3 separate regions of the Mus musculus genome follow, and regions 1 and 2 are each linked to region 3. The links are chromatin contacts, called in public HiChIP or PLAC-seq maps. All regions are on one chromosome and are shown on one strand. Each heading gives the region's core, a stretch centred on a gene start, on an enhancer-like site or on the middle of the called end of the contact. The rest is flanking DNA. Distances are from core to core; before and after follow the strand shown.

The links. HiChIP or PLAC-seq counts read pairs in DNA pulled down with a chosen protein or histone mark.
Region 1: a contact with region 3 is called in a FOXA1 HiChIP or PLAC-seq map of pancreatic cancer cells. The contact joins two enhancer-like sites. A contact is called at or near these places in 1 of 39 promoter capture datasets (cranial neural crest) and 1 of 115 datasets of contacts at active chromatin or transcription factors (pancreatic cancer cells).
Region 2: a contact with region 3 is called in an HNF4G HiChIP or PLAC-seq map of pancreatic cancer cells. The contact joins two enhancer-like sites. A contact is called at or near these places in 1 of 115 datasets of contacts at active chromatin or transcription factors (pancreatic cancer cells) and 1 of 9 other capture datasets (pancreatic islet).

What each region holds. Positions count from the first base shown.
Region 1 is chr11:119,954,218-119,957,344 of GRCm38.p6, reverse strand. It overlaps Baiap2 (brain-specific angiogenesis inhibitor 1-associated protein 2), which reads right to left. Exons shown (of 14, transcript NM_130862.4): 2 at 168-243. Among named protein-coding and RNA genes, the nearest start is that of Gm11767, 13 kb to the right of the region's middle. Within about 2 kb of position 1,689, at least 135 of the 459 cell types and tissues checked have an H3K27ac peak or open chromatin away from gene starts, as enhancers often do. A contact at or near this core is called in pancreatic cancer cells, where this site is marked.
Region 2 is chr11:119,975,069-119,977,948 of GRCm38.p6, reverse strand. The region is part of intron 3 of Baiap2 (brain-specific angiogenesis inhibitor 1-associated protein 2); the gene reads right to left. Among named protein-coding and RNA genes, the nearest start is that of Gm11767, 33 kb to the right of the region's middle. Within about 2 kb of position 1,593, at least 111 of the 459 cell types and tissues checked have an H3K27ac peak or open chromatin away from gene starts, as enhancers often do. A contact at or near this core is called in pancreatic cancer cells, where this site is marked.
Region 3 is chr11:120,537,580-120,540,729 of GRCm38.p6, reverse strand. It overlaps Gcgr (glucagon receptor), which reads right to left. Exons shown (of 14, transcript NM_008101.2): 11 at 2,939-3,027; 12 at 2,680-2,818; 13 at 2,572-2,613; 14 at 1,746-2,269. The coding sequence ends at 2,033. Among named protein-coding and RNA genes, the nearest start is that of Gcgr, 8.4 kb to the right of the region's middle. Within about 2 kb of position 1,274, at least 119 of the 459 cell types and tissues checked have an H3K27ac peak or open chromatin away from gene starts, as enhancers often do. A contact at or near this core is called in pancreatic cancer cells, where this site is marked.

The sequences.
Region 1 (3,127 bases), core at 440-2,939, 580 kb after region 3:
CAGCCTGTATGGTAAGGGCCTGTGGTCACAGTAAGTGCAGGGTCACACTCTGAGCATGGGGGTGCACACACACTCTACTCCTCTCATCCAGATGAGGCCTAGTAGCTTCTCCCCAGGCAGTAAGAGGCTGGAAGAAAGCTCATCTGCTAGCCAGGGGCCAGCTATACCTGCCAGTGCTTTCTCATAGTTCTTGCCCATGGCGATGAAGTTGCGGAGGCTGGGGTTGAACTGCTCCATGATGGTCTGGAAAAGAACAGAGAAAGCAGCGTCACCTCACCACCATCCACCCATAGCTGGGATCCAGGGCTCAGCCTGGATGGGGTCAGGAACACTGCCAACCTCCCCAAGTTGAAGCCCCAGCTCTGCCTGCTGTGAGCACTGCACCCAGGTGTGGACAGGAGCCTTCTGTAGAGGGCTGTCTGCACAGCAACAAGGGTCCTCGCAGGGCCGCATGGCACAGGCAGCACTCACAGCCATGGCTTCTGAGGCACCAGGCTGGCGGGGCTGAGTCAGCCGTGGGAGGCCACCCGTCGGCCACACACAAATGCTCAGCGACGCCCCCCACACCACCACCCTAACTCAACACACCAATTACCAACATCAGCTCTGATTACAGCAGTGCACAGCCTGATTTACAAATACCATGCTATGAACAATCCAACAGGCTCCGGATCTGTTTACACGACGGACTGCAGTCCCTGTGCCAATATCGGCAGTTCTTAGACTCAAGAAATTAGATTTTCACTGCGAAGGCCAAATAAATGTTTTAATTACATGGCATAAAAACAGGCACACACAAACAGCAGCCAAATGAGAATCCTACTAGCAGAATACCCACACTGTCAACAGCCTACGCCAGTCAGGGAAGACCCCAGGAGGAACTTTGAAAGAAAACCTGACCAGACCACATCCTAAGCCATGGGGGACAGTGCCGTACAAGGAGCCCAACTCTTTGAGGATGATGGAAACGGAAGCCACCAGGCTCTATACCAACTCTGTCCAACTGGTGGCCTCATTGAAGAGCCAACACAACAGATAAGAGGGACATTTAAAGGCACCAGGGCCAGTGTCCACAATGGGGCCTGGCTCTGGAAAACCCACGGGTGGATACATTCTATATTGGCCTGCCCTTAAGTATGGCAGGATACCATCAGCATGAGACATGAAGACCCTCCCTCATTCCTGGGAATGAAGACTCCAGCTCTAAGCTACCATTCACTCATCCCTTTCACATGTGGGCCTGGCTTGCTGACCCGTCACTCCACGAAGGCTCCCAGAACACAGGAACCTCACGCAGCAACACTTCTCAGCCAAATCTACAGGGCCGGGGGCACTGTCTTCCTGGTTATCTCTTCATGCTAGCCCAGAGACCACACATGGAAGGGACACTCAGCAACCAACCAATCTCCAGGTCCCATCCCACAACCAGCAACTAGGGAGGGGAGGCAGAAGGGCTCCAACAAAGCTGGAGACAGGAGGGCAGGAAGGACCAGTTGTGACTAAAAAAGGAGGCAGGTAGGCCAGAGCAGTGTAAATGCCCCCGGCCAAGCAAGCAGCCCTGAAGGGGCTCCAGGAGCAAACAGGAGAGGAAGTGAGTGAGTGTAGTAATGTCCCTCAGACAGGATAGGAAACTGGGAGGGAGCGTCTGAGTAGAGCCAAGCTGGAAGCATTAAAAAGGCCCCAGGCTGTAGAGACTCTAGTCAAGGGTCAAACAGGAAGTTAAGAGGAACCTCCCTGCTGATTATGAAGGGAAGGAAGGAGGTTCCCGTCAGGACCCAATTCCTTTGTATACCAGGCAGTGTCTGAGGACAGTTGGGACCTGACTGGAGAGACAGGAGAGGCAGACACAGGGGACAGGAAATTGAGGTGGATGTATATTGTGTTAGGGAATCTATCTGAACTGTGCAATCCAAAGAGTACCTGGGAAGCAGACAGGGGTGTTACATGGCAAAATGCTGAAGAAACTGAGTCTAGGAGTAGACCCACGAGTTTGGCTCTAGGAATGCCCCTGAGGATCCTGGGAGGAAAAGGAGGCTTAGCTTAGATCAGTCCTCTGAGCTTCATTAACATCCTGAATGACAGGAGAATATACCAGAAACCACTCAAGGCCAAGTGAGACAGACCGCTGAGGCACCTGCCATGCCTCCTGTGATGCAGAGGGCAACTGTAAGGTTTCACTTCCTCAATGCAGTTGAGCTCATACAGGAGGAATGCAAGAGGGAGTTATCTGGGCAATGTGGGTGTTGAAGTGCCAGCCAGGACACCTAGGCATGGCCACAGCCTCCACCTGCTCAAGAGCAGCCAGTTAGCCTGGGATGTACTGTGTCTGCTGTCTTGGCCTGAAGGCAGTGGCGGCAGCATGAATGCCATTGGGCTGACACTCTGAGGGAGGCCTCTCCTGGCCATAGAGGACCAGTTTCTTTCCAGGTCTGCAAAGAGACACCTGCCCTGGCTGGAAAAGTGGGCCTGCTCTGAAGGAGCAGGCTTATTTCCAGGCTCCTGGCCAGTGTCCTGACTTTTCTTTGAGTCACTTGGCTTCCAGCTACCTTATAAGGAAACCCAGTGGCTCACAAAGTGGGAATCCATTTGGGGTGTGTGCACATACAGGTGTACCCCCACATCTGCTTATGTCGGGATCTCTGAGCTCAGTCCAACTCATTATTCTAGGGTTCATTTAGAAGCCATTCTGACATAGTAAGCCATACTGCCCTGGTGGCTCTTCCTGCCCCACTTCACCCAGCCCCTCCTGGGTGAGTACACTCCCTGCCCACCAGCTCTAGACTGGCTCCTCATAAGAGAACAAGCTCGTGCCTGGAGCGGTGTGAGGAAGGTGCTAAGCAGAAGCAGTCAGCTGGAAGGGTTTGCTGACCAAGGAAGGGATGCCTTCCTTATCAACACCAAGGAGCACCAAGGAGAAAAGCAGAAGCTGCACTTTTGACCTTGCAAAAAATAAACAAGCTGGGTGCTAAGGGCGCTCTCGAGGCAGAGCAGGTCAGCTCTAAGTTCAAGGCCAAAGTTTCAGGGCACCCAGGGCTACACAAAGAAACCCTATCTCAAAAACAAAAACAAAAACAAAAAACAAAAACAAACAACAACAACAACAACAACAACAAAACCTTAAAAACAA
Region 2 (2,880 bases), core at 344-2,843, 560 kb after region 3:
GGGTCTTGGATCCACCTTCTGGCTCTCAATGCCCCATAGACACCTGGGAACGGACTATAATTTTACCCAAGTGGAAAGCAGGTGACCACAGTGGGCTCAAACTCTGGCCTGGGCAGGGGAACCCACTGGAGTCCTTGGCAGCACTGCACTACTCTCTCAGCTTTGTAGTACATCCACTCTTCCTTTCTGAGGACAATGCCATACAACCAACTCTCAGAAGGCTACAGGGTCTACAAGAGGAGGGATGGGGCAGCAGCGACCAGACAAACTATGCACTTAGCTAGAAGTCTCTCTATAGGTTGGTGCTCTCTGACCACATTCTTTAGGCCCAGAATTATAAGTCAATGTCAAGACTGAACAGAAAACATTCCCCTACCCACAAAAGCAGCACATGCCAACTCAAGAAGAGTAGAAACTGGTATAATCAGGCAGTGATGCCCAAGGGTGTACCAAGTTTCTCACAGATTTTTGTTCAGGTGATGGGTGTCAGACCCCACAGGACAACAGTTACCATTCCACATGGGCTGTGTCAACCCTCAGACACAGAGCACAGTGTGTGGCTCAACTCAGAGCCCCCGCTGCGTAGCCTGTCCCCAGACCTTATGGGTATATACGGGGAGATGGGGGGAGGGGAGCACACTGAGACAAAGGCACAGAACAGGGTGTGTATGTGTCTGTGTGTGAGTGCACGCACGTGGAGTTCTGGGCTGGCTGCAAGCTGGTGCTGCGCAGGATCAGCCCACATGATGAAGTTTTAAACTGCATTTTACAAGCAGCTGCAGGAAGACATGTGCAGCGGAGCTTGGGCGTGCACAGCCGCAAGTACTAAACCCCTGGGGGGCCATGGCCACAGCATGCAGGAGAAGACTGGTACACCTACCCACCCTGAGCACCCCCTCTGCAGATGAGGGGACCTCTGGCCAGGGGCACTGACTTGTTCACTGGCCAGCAGGTGCCGAGGAGAGGTTGGGCCCTCGTGGCGGGCTCCATGGCCTCCCACCTTCTCCTTCTCTTGGAAGATCCTCCCAGGTGTACTGTGCTGACAGAAAAGCCTTACTTCATTTTATTTAAAAAAAGATATTAATTAATTAACTTATTTATTTTTGTTTTTTTTGAGACAGTGTTTCTTTGTGTAAAAGCCCAGCCTGTCCTGGAGCTCGCTTTATAGAGGCTGGCTTCGAACTTGGAGATCCGCCTGCCTAGGCTTCCCAAGTTCAGGGATTAAAGGTGTGTGCCATCACCACCTTACGGTTTTTATTTTTATTTATGGTGTTTGTGCACATGAGTGTAGGTACTCTTGGAGGCCAGAAGAGGTCGTCAGATCCCCTTAAGGAGAGTTATAGGCAGCTGTTTGCTGCTGACATGGGTGCCACCCAACCAAACTTGGGTCTTCTGTAACAACAGCATGCACTCTTAACCACTGAGCTGTCTCTCTAGCCCCAGGAAGAGGCTTTTAACCAGCCTCTGCCAGGGCCAAATCCACCCATACCCTGGGGACCTAGAGCTCTTAGGCCACAGCCCAGGTGGACCCTAAACTTGAAAAACCGGATCAGATTGGGAAAGAAGGCCCAGTGTGCCAGAGCAAACAGTGAATGAGGGAGGGTAAATCTTTGCAGACAGCTGCCACCTGATGAGCCTCTCCAGGGAGTGGAGTATCAACAGGGGTGACTGGCAGTAGGTGGCCCATCCCAGGGAGCTGACATGAGAGATCCTGGAGGGAGGGGCAGAAGCCCTAGGCACACCAAGGCAGTGAGTCAGCCTTAGCCCATCAGAGTGAAAAAAGCCTTAACTCAGGAGGGTGAGGATGGGGCTGGGACCAGGAGAGTTCCAGGCCCCAGAATATTTGGGAACTAATAGGAAGAGACCCTCCCCCACAAAGTACACGTGGGTCCCAGAGACAATATGTGACATTTGGGACAAAAGTATAAAAACACAGAGAAACATACCAGGAGACCACGCCCTCCTCAACTTCTACCAACTTACAGTGAGTCAAGTCGCTGAAAGGTCAGCCACCAGTGAGTCACACTGCATTTCACCCTAACGTCTCAGTTTTAAAGATTTCTGGTGCTATTAGTAACTTGGCTTCACATTTGGAGGGTTAGTGTGCAATTCGGTCCACGTGGAAATGTAACCCTTCTTGGGGGGAAGCACAGGGACTGAGGTACATTTACGATGTCCATCTGTGCTGCAGCAGAGGCTAGAGCCCCCCCCCCCCTCCTTTTTGTTTTTGTTTTGTTTGTTTTTCTGAGATAGGATCTCGAGTATTTCAGGCTAGCCTAAGGGTCAAACTCATTACATAGCTTTAGAGAGCCTTGAACTCCTGAGCCTCCTGCTTCTGCCTCCTGAGTACTGGGACCACAGGTGTGCACTACCACACCCAGCAGACTCCCTTTCCACACACAATACTCCATGGGTGGAGAGACCATGTACCTAGGCTGTTTGCCTGCTTTCTCTCGATGGCAAGTCATTTCCTTCACTGACATCTTCGGTTATTCTGGTGCATACTGCAGACCATCTCTCAGATATGTATATCTGAGAGCTGATATATCCAGTATATCCAGCTTTGTAGACTGATCAACTGTTGGATTCAGGACCTCCTATATATATATACACATACATACATACACACACACACACACACACACACACACACACACACACACACACACACACGTATATATAGTTCATTCTATACTTTCTGTTACTCTAAGCCCCAACTCCTGGTACCAACTTCTGTCCTCTGTAGTGTCACTATTGCTGTGATGAGGCATCATGCCCAAATGCAGTTCTGGGTTACTCTGGCTTACACTTCTACATCATCGAAGGAAGTCTAACCCTGAGTTCATTATCAAGTCAGGACAGAAACTAAAGCAAGCAGGA
Region 3 (3,150 bases), core at 25-2,524:
GACTACAGCAGGTCCCTTTAGCCCAGGCTAGTCTTTGACTTGCTGTATTCTGTAGTTACAGGCGTGAGTTTCTCCTCCTGCCTTCACCTGGCAAGTACTGGAATGACCACATCTGGTTCCTGTATACTAATCCTAGAGCCTGAGCCCCACCCACCTGTGCATTTTCACCCTCTCCAGGAGACTCTGGAGCCTTGTGGCCCAAGGTCCCCTCCTCTAGTCCACAGCTCAACTCTCCCAAGTCTGACCCTCAGTGGTCAGTGTCTTTTGTTGTTTTGTTTTTGTGTCCTCGGTCTCCGCCGTCATTTAATAGTAGGAATATCTACACACCAGACTCTAGGGAAACACGTGCAAGTGATCTTCCTCCTAGCACAGCTCCATCACTCACATCCCTCTGGAACGTTGAGCATTTATATACCTGCCCCACCTGTCAGCATACACAGCAGGGTCACACCTCCTTCATAGTCACACTCCTGTGTCCCTCCCTCCAAGGTACCTGTGCACACTCACACACTGTGCTGGTAGCACCCGCTATTCCTCTGGGGAGAAGGGGACTGATAGGCAGGACTGAAGGAGGGGACAGTACCATGGAGGAGGGAAAGGGTCTCCAGAAATAAAAAGGATGCTGCATGCCTGGGCTGAGCTGGAGACTCCCCCCACCACTGTGGAGCTGTCTGTCATAGTTCATATTCATTGGCTAGGTGAACCTACCTGGCTCCCACCTCTTTCCCTGCCTGAACCAGCCTGCACCAGTTCCCTTGGGGACAGAGATGGGGACAGGGTGAAGGAGGACAAGGGCAGAGAGACTCAGGATGGGGAGGGCTGTCAGGAGGCCCCAAGTGAGCTGCAACCCCCAAGGCAGTCACCAACCCTGAGCTCAGCTGGCGTGAAGGAGAATGTATGTACTCTGGTGCTGGCTTGGAGTGGCTTTGTGCCCACAGCAGGCACCTAGGTGTCCAAGGCTCAGAGTAGAATCAGGATCTGGGGCCTGGCACGTGGAGGTCTGGGATGATCTGCCTAAGGCTGCAAAGTCAAGAACCGTGGTCGCCAGCAGATGCAGCCAACTTTGCAGGCTTCCAGCCCCTTTGTTTCCTGGCAGTCCTAGTAATCCAGACACCCATGGGGCATCGGGGTTACGCCCACCGTGCTCCTCAAGTCCCTCCCTGCTACGCCCAGGCATTGGGAGGGTGGCAGGCTAAGGCCCCTTCAGGCCCCAGTGGTTGGCCTGGCAGGTGAGTCATTCTGTTTACCTTTCCCGAGTGGCCTCCTGTCCCTTCATTTGCTTCAATTAGCCTGGCTCTGCCTGAGCAGCTACAGCCCACGTGGCCTGATGCTGGCTGTGTACACCCCTCCCCCAGGTTTCCTACCAGCAACTGGAACAGAGGTAGCTGGTTGAGTCTCCCCACCCCCACCCTATCTCCACACTCCACTAGGCAGGCATCACAGCAACAGCCAAAGGGACCACCCTAGAGGTTGGCCACAGCCCTTCGTGTGTCCCATTCTGGACTTGTCTCTGCTCAGTAAGGCTCTGGCTTACATGGCTGAGTCGAGAGCCTGTATTAGGCAGACTTCCTCAAACAGCTTAGGTTCAGGGTGATCCTGGAGGAAGTGGGCTCCTACCCCAGAGCACCACGTTAGAGACAGTTCTTTCCTGGGTTGCACTAGCGCTCCACCTGCTGAGTGTGCTGCTCATCCCCGGCCTCCCAAACCCCGTCCCTGGGGGCTTCAAGCCTGCTGTCCACGAGCTGTGCAGCAGCTCCCACTCGAGCTTTTTACTGAAGGACATATCTGGGTACAGGGACCATGTCAACACACATGGGAACACTCAGAGTTCATAGATAACATGGCTTCTCCATCATATCCAACCCCTACTCTGTCACTGTGGCCTGTGCCAGGCTAGGACAGGTTAGGGGAGTGTGCACAGTACAAGCTGCTGTCTTGCTGCTTTGTCTCTTCAGCCTTGGCCGGGCATCTGGCTCTGGGTTGTCCTCTGAGGCCCTTTCTGAACGCAGCCTGGCTAGGCTCCAGTGGAGATTCAGGTGGGGCTGTCAGCCAACCTTGGGAGACTACTGGCCAGCGAGGTCTCCATAGAGGGCACACAGCCAGTCCCACTGCTGCTGCCTGCACTCATAAGCTGAAGTTTCTCACAGGGATCACCATGACAAGGCCCTGCTGGGGCCATGTGGCTGCCATGGCTGCTGGCCAACCTTTCCTCCTGAAGAGCTTTGCCTTCTTGCCATTGCCTCCAACGCCGCATCAGCTCTGCCTGCACCTAGAGGAGCCAGGGGTAGGGCTACTCTGCCAACGCACCTCATTAGGATCTTGTCTGGGCCTCTCTGAGGTGCCCAGCCTTAATCTAAGCAGACCCAGAGCAAGGCAAGTTTCACCTTGGGTTCAGCGGGGCCATTTGTCACCAGGAAAGGCAAGGACCACCTCATACACTGAATTCCCTGAGGACCTAGGGGGACCTGACATCCAACACATGCAACCTTAATAATGGGGATGGAGATATGGTCATACCAGGGCAAGGCCACCCTCAGGGCCAGCTCTGATTGTGTTCCCAGCTTCACCTACCTCCTTGTTGAGGAAACAGTAGAGAACAGCCACCAGCAGACCCTGGAGAAAGAGAGTGGTCAAGGACAGCACTCTGGGTCCCAGGGGTGGGGTATGATGGAGACTCACCTGGAAGGAGCTGAGGAACAGGTCAAAAAAGAGCTTGGTGGAGCGCAGGGTGCCTTGGGCATGCTCGTCAGTCACAAAGGCAAAGACCACCTCGTGGACCCCCAGCAGAGGGATGAGGGTCAGCGTGGACCTGGCCAGCCTGCAGGGGCAGAGCTTGAGGACCCTTACCTTCCGGGTCTTCTGGGCTTTCCCCCACAAAGGCACTGACCCCCAACCCTGCCCCTCTCCAGTCTGGGCCCAGGCCCTCGCCCTTACCCACCGGAACTTATAGTCAGCATAGTGCATCTGATGGGCACGCAGCTTGGCCACAAGAAGGTGAATGATGTGGACAAAGATGAAAAAATTGATCTGTGTGAGAAAGGCAAACGTCGAGGGCAGAGCCTGAGAACTTCCTATGTCCTACCATGGCCCTTCTATGCCCCTGATACAGGTGAGGCTGCTGCCAGGTGAGTCCTGGATACATGGCCCAGG